Linked DNA regions of Mus musculus: region 2 is linked to region 1. Evidence: chromatin contacts called from public promoter capture Hi-C data. All regions are on one chromosome and are shown on one strand. Each heading gives the region's core, a stretch centred on a gene start, on an enhancer-like site or on the middle of the called end of the contact. The rest is flanking DNA. Distances are from core to core; before and after follow the strand shown. Region 1 has its middle 20 kb from the start of Ccn5. Region 2 holds the start of Matn4 (matrilin 4).

Evidence for each region. Promoter capture Hi-C pulls out the DNA fragments that hold promoters and counts their contacts.
Region 2: a contact with region 1 is called in a promoter capture Hi-C map of the 3T3-L1 cell line, with 4 times the contacts expected there. The contact joins the promoter of Matn4 here to the enhancer-like site in region 1. A contact is called at or near these places in 4 of 39 promoter capture datasets (the 3T3-L1 cell line, 3T3-L1-derived adipocytes, the HPC-7 cell line and 1 more) and 1 of 9 other capture datasets (embryonic stem cells).

What each region holds. Positions count from the first base shown.
Region 1 is chr2:163,799,084-163,803,330 of GRCm38.p6, reverse strand. No RefSeq gene overlaps it. Among named protein-coding and RNA genes, the nearest start is that of Ccn5, 20 kb to the left of the region's middle. Within about 2 kb of position 1,745, at least 85 of the 459 cell types and tissues checked have an H3K27ac peak or open chromatin away from gene starts, as enhancers often do.
Region 2 is chr2:164,402,433-164,406,679 of GRCm38.p6, reverse strand. It overlaps Matn4 (matrilin 4), which reads left to right and starts at 1,862. Exons shown (of 11, transcript NM_013592.4): 1 at 1,862-2,189. Rbpjl (recombination signal binding protein for immunoglobulin kappa J region-like) reads right to left here and starts at 3,486. Exons shown (of 12, transcript NM_009036.1): 1 at 3,362-3,486; 2 at 2,119-2,221; 3 at 801-926. The coding sequence starts at 3,383.

The DNA of each region.
Region 1 (4,247 bases), core at 496-2,995:
GTACCTGAGGGTCCAGGTGAGCACCTCACACCCTTGTTTAATAGTGGATTTCACAGCAGGGGTTGTTTTCTTGAGACCTGCTATTTGAGTAAGGAGCCATGGGTCATTAGAAATCAAGTCTGGGAAGTCAATAAAGAACTTGCTCAGTCACTAGAGTGCTCTCTGCCTGCTTTGGAGGGACTTAGCTTACACCCCTGTATCTTAGATTTAAAAGGCTGGCTAAGGTGGTATAGCCCTACAATCTCAGGACTAGGGGAGGAGACCAGAGGATCCTTGGGACCTACTAGCCAGCCGGCCTATAACCAAATGTGCAAACCTCAGGTCTCAGTAAGACCTGTCTCAGAAACCAAGGTGGATAGCTCCCAAGGATTGACACTTGGAGTTCACATGCACGTGCGCACACACACCACACCCATACACACACACACACACACACACACACACACACACACACACACACACGAACACATGACCGACTGTACATATGTGCATCTGCTCACACAGGAACACATACATGCATGCACACCTAAGCTAAAAATAAAAGCTCTTAAGATTTGTTTTATTTTTATTTATCTGTGTGTATGACTGTGTGAGCAGATGCACACATGTCAGTAGGCACCCACAGAGGCCAGAGGAGGACATTAGCTCATCTAGAGACAAGAGTTATGGGGGTGGGGAGTGCGCTGGAGAGATGGCTCAGTGGTTAAGAGCACTGACTGCTCTTCTGAAGGTCCTGAGTTCAAATCCCAGCAACCACATGGTGGCTCACAGCCATTTGTACAGCTACAGTGTACTCATATATAAAATAAATAAATCTTTAAAAAAAAAAAGTTACAGGGGGTTGTGAGCCATCTGACATGGGTCCTGAGAACCAAACTTGAGTCTTCTGCAAAAACAGCAAGCAAGTGCTCCTACCTGCTGAGCCATCTCTCCAGTCCAAATTAATTTTCTTTGAAAGCATTTAAAGGTGGCTCTAGGTGCCCACCACCAAGCTTCACTGTCTTCAGCTCCTGTGACCCAATTCTTAAAAGAGAAAACCAACCATGGCATGAGCCCCGATAAATAAAATAAAATAAATTAATTTAAATGTAATTTAAAAATTAAAAAGAACTCAGCAGCTCTTATGTTAAGTTATTACAGGTCAAGCTCCAAATGGCTGTGGCTTTATTATTAAGCATAGAGTTCTGAGTGTAGTTTTGGCCTTTTGTCTTTATGGTAAGCACCCCAGTGTACCCCAAGCATTGATGTTTGGATGTCACCAAGCAGTGGGTGGCACTCAGATCCTGTCCCCCTGCCCTCCTGCCCTGCACCTCCAAGCTTTGATCTGCCCTGGCTTTGTACACTCCCAGGCACAGCGTTCTTTCTCAAATCCCGTGCACCAGACAAAAGCCAGCCCTGACATGGTAGGTCCTCATCCCAACTGCCCACTCTGGCCAACACATCACAAAGCTGTTCTAAGCCTTGATTGTCCTTCCTGGACAGTGGGCACAGAGCGCAGATGCCACAGCTCTGAGGAGGTACAGGGCATGTGTTCTGTGAACACATTTCACAGGCCCCTGCCCAGGGTCTGATCAAAGCTCTTGCCTGTTCTTATTTTATGACTTTGGAAATGTCTTTGAGCTAAGGATCTAGGGCTTTTGAACAGCGGCATACCGGTTCCAGGCTCACAGAAGAGCTGGCGTGTGAGTTTCTGTGTGACAGCTCAGCTCTGTGCCACGGATGTGGGAAGGGCTCAATCACGTTACTGTGGTTTTGAGCAGTCTCCATGTTAACCAAGATGTGGGAATGTTAACATATGGCTGTGATCAGTCCTCAGACCCATGTCCCTGAAACACAAAGGAACACCAGACCTGCTTCTAGGGACAGGAGGCTGCTCTTTCTTCTTGCTCCATGGTGACTTTCTAGATTCCACCTCTGAAGCCTTTTTCCTTACTTCCAAGTAAAAGCCAGTGAGACATGAGTGTGTCTCAGGTTTCCCCATCCAGCCCATTCCCTCTGGCTTTGCAGCTCTGGGCAGACGTATCACCCTCTCTGAACCTCCTTAATAGCTAGCAGCAGAGCTGGAGGCTCTGTTCCTAAGAACTGGGATGCTTCTGACATTCACAGACTCTTCTTCATAGCATCAGTGGCCCAGAAGAGAGGGTGTGGCTCACCCAAGGACTCAGGGTCAGGGCCCCTGCTCCGTGTGGAATTTGGATTTTGTTGCCCAGAACAGCCTCTCCTGGTGCCTGGAATCCCACCAGGAATGATTCACGCCTCTGGGAAGCCACTGGCCTCTCACCCACTAAGCAATAACAATAACAGTCCCCCACTGTGGTGGTGGCTTCTTTGCTGAGAACTTTCACACTGCGGTCTCAGTTGGCCTTGGCACACTGCCCAGGGTAGGCAGGAAGATGAGAACAGCTGGTGTCAGGTCAGGAACTTACCTACCTACTCAAAGCTGCATAGCAAGCTAGAACCCAAGCCTGGTGGCCTGGACTCCACTTGCTTCTTGGGCATTGCCCTACACACACACACACACACACACACACACACACACACACACACACACACACATAGACACACACACAGAGACAGACAGACAGACAAACACACACACACACACACAGAGACAGGCACACAGACAGACACACACACACACACACATACACACACACACACACACAGACAGACACACAGACAGACAGACACACAGAGACACACACAGAGACAGACAGACAGACAGACAGACAGACACACACACACACACACACTGATTTCAAATGTTTTTTTTAAAACTATATACAACAGCTAAGCCACAGAAACTACCCAAATGCCCAGTGGCCATTGAATGGATAATCGAAATGTAGTATGTCTGTACAACGGAACATTACTCTGTCTTGAAAAGTAGGGAAATTCTGACTAGTGCTACAACATTCTGCTAAGTGAAATAAATTAGTCACATACAAAAGACCCCCAAACACTGGATGAGTGCAGTTAAAAGAAGTATTTAAAGGAGCCCAGTTCACAAAGATCAAAAACACAGTTGCCAGGCCCTCGTTGAGGACAGAGGGATGGTTGTTATTTGATGGATACAAAGTTTCAGTTTTGTAGGGGGAGGAGTCCTGTGGGTGGATGATGGGGGGGGGGCTGCACACAAGGTACTCAATGCCACTGAACTGTGCTTTTAAAAATGTTAAGATGAGTTGGGATATAGTTCAGGGCATAGCACACTCTCCCCGTGGGTGAGGCCCTGAGTTCAACTCCTGAAAACTCAGAAAGTCAAGCCAGTAAATGTCATGCTATGTGTACAGTCACACACACACACACACACACACACACACACGTATGTTGGGTATACACACCCACATGTGTGGAAGCCAGAGGTTGACATCTGTGTCCTTCTCTATTATTCTCCATTTGTCATTTTCTCCACGTCTCTCACTGGATCTGGAGCTTCTTGCTTCAATGAGACTGGCTGGCCCGCTGGCCTCCAGCATCTATCTGTCCCTGATCCCCAGGTGCTAGTGTTTCAGATAGGTGCCGCCATGCCTGGCTTTTTTCAGGGGTCCTGGGGATCTGAACTTAGGTCTCCATGCTTGTGCAGCTGTTGCTCCACCCACTGAGCCATCTCCCCAGCCCCAAGATTTAAAAAGTTGAAAATGATGTTGCTAAGAGGAAGGTGGTGCTCTGCTTAACATTCCGGAGAATACACACCGCGGCTGGGAGATGGCTCAGCGGGTAAGGGCTCTTGCTGGACAGCATGAAGACTTGAGTTCCATCTTCAGAGTCCATATAAAATGATCTGAATATGATCCTGCATGCACCCGCAACCCCAGCATTAGAAACCAGGGGCAGGCGGATCCCAAGGGCTCACTCTCAAGGGCTGGCTAGCTCAACCAAAATGGCGAGCTTCAGGATCTATGAGAGACCCTGTGTCACAAATGAAGATGGAGTATGATGGAGGATAACTGATGCTGACCTCTGACCCCTACTTGGGCTTGTGTACCGAGAGAGAAAGAGAGAGAGAGAGAGAGAGAGAGAGAGAGAGAGAGAGAGAGAGAGAGAGAGAGAGAAGAGGGAGGGAGAGAGAAAGAGAGGGAGAGGGGGAGAGAGAGAGAGGAGGTGGAGGAGGAGGAGGAAGAGGAGGAGGAAGAGAAGGAGAAGAAGAAGAAGAAGAAGAAGAAGAAGAAGAAGAAGAAGAAGAAGAAGAAGAAGAAGAAGAAGAAGAAGAAGAAGAAGAAGAAGAAGAAGACCTTAGTTTATCA
Region 2 (4,247 bases), core at 613-3,112, 600 kb before region 1:
CTTATCCCCCCCAAAATATAACAAAATAAACGATATTATTAATAATAATGAAAATGAATCAAATTGTGATGTCCTCTTATCAACATCCCTTGTGGTTTAAAATCCCAAATCCTCACATGACCTGGACACTGCTTCTCCTGTCATCTTCTCTAACGTCCCCCTCTTCTGACCAGTCTCCCCCTTTCATCCTCTTACAGTACTGAGTATATAGCCTTGAGGTCCTTGCGTTTTCTATTGCTTCCAGTTAGAATGCTTCCTGGAGTTTTCCCATGCCTGGCTCTATCTCAGCACTGGTACATCAGCTCCAATGTCACTTCTTAAAGAGCCCTTTGACCTCCTTGACCTTTCAAGCTAAGGTATCCCCTTTGGTCTACTATGTGACTCCACTCTGTTTTTCTCTGGCTCTCATCACAATCTGAAATACCTTGTTTGCTGGCTTGTGGGGAGGTGACTGCATGTCCCCTACCAGAATGGAGATGCCATGGAAGTAGAGGCTGTATCTGCCTGGTCCAGCTGGAGGCTTAGTGCCCAGCAGTGACCCTGGTGCGTGACATGTAGTACGCAGCAGAATGAATGGATACTGGTCGGGGATGTGGGGATCTGACAGCCACTGTCAAGTTCTGCTCTAGATCCCAGTAGGCAGCTGTTGTTGGCTGGGGAACAGGACCCTGGCTGAACAATGGCTGAGGTGTCAGCCTTGAGGCCTCCAAGATGTCAAAGAAGCTAAATGGTGGTGGGTTTGGAGGGAGGCATAGGGCTGAAGGCTGTGGAGACCTGGGTCGGGGTAGGGAGCCACCTACCGCTTCTCATTTCCATAGGATTTCTGAGCCACCTTGGCATGCAGGATCCACACAGTCTGCTCACATCTTTGCTGCAGGCATGTGCGCACACCTTCTCTTAGGATGATGGCATGCTCTGGGGGTGACCTAGGAATGGGGGTTGGGCCCACGGGGCCACAGGAAGGAGAGTCAAGGGTTGAGTTGGCACAAAGCCCACCCCTGAAGCTGAGTGAGCTGAAGTTGGAGATGGGGTTGATTTATGTCCTCCAAGGGATCTGGGGGAAGAAGGACTTGGGAAATGAGCTAAATATTTGTGTTCCAAGAACCCTGCACAGACCTCACCAGGATCACCCAGGTGCTACACTGTGTGGGTGGCTTCCCGGCTGTTGTAGTCTGGGGCCAAGTGGAATAGCTGTGTTTAAAACCCTACATTTGGTTCTCAGATGGAGGTGGGCTTTGTGGAAATAGTAATTAAGCTTTCAACTCATAAGGGGAAACAGCCTTTGCCAGCTCCAGGTCCGGAGCACAACCTCAATTCGAGCAGGCACATGCACCGGTGAAAATGTGACCAAGGCTCCAAACTGCATTACCAGGATTGGGGTGGGGGGGAGGCGGCGGATCTGAGTCTTTCTGATGCCCAAACAACACCCTTGGCTTAATGCTACGGGGGTTTTCTTTTCTTTGAGTGTAGCACGGGTCAGCTCTCTGGGGTCTGTTGCTTATCAGTCCGAGAGTTTGACAAATGAGGATGGGTTCTCTCAAAGCCTGCGCAATTAAAAGGAGCACATGAAAAAGAGTCTGTGGTGAGTCTTTATTTGGGAAATGAGCAAGTTGGGCCCTGAAGAGAGCTGGGAACTCCAAGGCTGTCCTTTTGAGTCCTTTTACCTTTACGGCAGGACCAAGTCTCGGCCTTTCATCACTCCAGGAAGGGACAGAGGAGGGCAAGAGTCGGGCGCGTCCTTGGAAGCCCAGGCAGGCCAGGCAGGCGGCGGTCAGGACCGCTCCGCCTCTTGGGGCTCTCCTCTGGGAAGTGTCTCGTGTAGGATTCCAGAGCATTCCGGCTGCCCGGAGTGTCGCCGCCCGACTCCAGCTGTAGCCCAATTCCGGCCCGCAGCTCGCGCCTGCAGCTCCCAGAGCAGCAGGAAAAAGGGGCGCCGTGCTTGCTGGGGCCCGAGTGTTGAGAGGAAGGGGGAGAACGCTCCTGCCAGTGGGAGGGGTCGCAGCCCGCGCTCCCCCTCCCCACCCTCCCGCTCCAGGTTAAATGCAGCTGCCGCTTGGGCTCGCCCTGGCTGTCTGGCATTCCCCACTTAGGGCAACCTGCCCACGCCGCCGCCGTTACCTGGTCCAACTCCCCAGGAGGCTGGGCCCGTCGCTCTGTAGCCGCACCTCTGAGCTGTCCGGCAGGCTCAGGTGAGTCAAAGGGCCCGGGGGCAACGAGGGGTCTGCAGGGAAGCCAGCGTAAAACCCGTAGGGGGACAAGTCTTAACAGCCTACGTGTCCACGTCTAACCTGCAGTACCTTTTCCGATCCCCCTCTGGCAAGGCCAACAAAATGCAGGTCCTCCTTCCCTAATCTCCCTCCACGCCTGGCACCTTCCCAAAGTGTCCTTTCCGGATTAGCTCTTGAACTCAGACCTCTTTGGAGCGCACTTTCCTTGGGAATGCACTTTCCCTATCCTAAGGGCGTCCGAGAAATTTCCTCTTCAATGCAAGGATCCTTATCAGGAGACCTGGGCTCACTCTAATGGGCCACTACTTCAAAGCAAGCCTTTGAACGATGATGACTCTCTTTGCCCTCCCTAGACCGCCCCCCCCCCCCCCGTGGAACAGCGGATTTGGAAAGCTGAAATTGAGAGGGCAGCTGTTTTGACTTTCTAAGAGTCCTGAGGTGCAAGCGACATCAAGTGCGTGTTGACTTAAGCCAAGAGGAGCTTAAGGGAGCCCTTAGTCAAGAGCCAACCCTGAGTTTCAAAGGCCCGGTGGAGCTATACTCAGATGTTTGCCCTGGGGTGCTGGCTCCGCTCTGGCCCACTCTAGAAAAGGCTTGCCTTTCCTCCTACCTCCACCATCAAGCCACTGGCACATCTAGCTAGCTTGTCACCTTACCACCACAGACCCTGCCAGAAGGATTTTTGTTCTTCTACCCTCGCTGGAAAGCCAGAAGGGAGAAGAATCTCGGATAGGAAGCTGGTCTGGAGTCAGAGCCACGCACCGGCCTTGCTCAGAATGGGCTCATTCAAGGAACTGGGGGGTTGAGGGAGGGGCAGCCGTGGGTTAAGGGGCGATGGCCTGCTCTGCCAAGAAACCACAGAAAAATGGATAGAGCAGGCTCAGTGTGCCGTGTGGGGGTGGGGTGGGGAACGGAAGAAAGGCTTAGTGATTCTTAGGTGCAAGGGAACCAGGCTTCTCTGGAGGAAGAGACAGGGGTGGGGTGTAGGGGGGTGAGAGCTAGGTTTAGTTCTGTGCCTGGAGCCCAGCTGGGTAGTCTTATTGGGCAGCACATTTTCCATCCGTACAGTGTGTGTGTTCCCTTAGTGGTTCTCAAGGGACCTAGTTAGGCTACACAGGAAGGAGAGGGCTCACCTGTTGTCTCCCTGGGGTCCATGGCTGCTCATCGAGGCCCAGGCCGCTCTCTTGCTGCCCTCTGGGCACATCTACCGCCACTGACTTCGATACCGTTCACACATCTAAGCCCCGATCCGATCCTCACACTGGATTTATCCTGTCCAAGCCTTATCTTCAAGGTCCCGGGACTCCCAGCGGCCTGTTTGCTCTGGGCAGGGACACCTGCTGGGCAGATGTAGGCTTCCCACGGCAGTAGAAGCCAGACCCAGCAGGCGCCCCCTGGCGGCCTCTCCTAAGAGCAGGCGAGAAACAGACACCGAGGCGTGTCTTGTGCAGGACTCCACTCTCTGGCCTACCACTAAGAACCCAGACCCCAAGAGCTGCTCTTTGGCGTGTGGCACGGGTTTGGGGGAATATGGGGAATGATTTCTGTCCGCAGAAGAAGAGAGTGTGGAGCACCTTAGCTGACTCACACACCAGATAGACAGGACTCTATCTCGGCCGCAGCCACTTTCCTGCTATAAGGCGTTGGGTAGCAGCATTTAATTTCTTAAAGCCTATTTCTGAATAGGGAGAACCGAACCAAAACAGCCTTAAATGTCGGAACTACAAAGAGGGTCAATGCCACAACGGAAAAGCACATTTAGCACTATATCTGGTATTTAGGAAGGGGTTCTTTCGGGGACTGGCAAGATGGCTCAGTGGGTAAAGGTGCTTGCTGTCGGGACTGACCACCGGAGTTCAGTCCTGTTTAATTCTGGGACACACACAGAGGAAGGAGAAAACGGACTTCAGCGAATTGCCCCCTGACCTCCACACGTGTGTGCCATAGTGTGTGAGCACACACCATATACATGTATATATATGTAACACACACACACATATATGGTGTGTATGCTATATA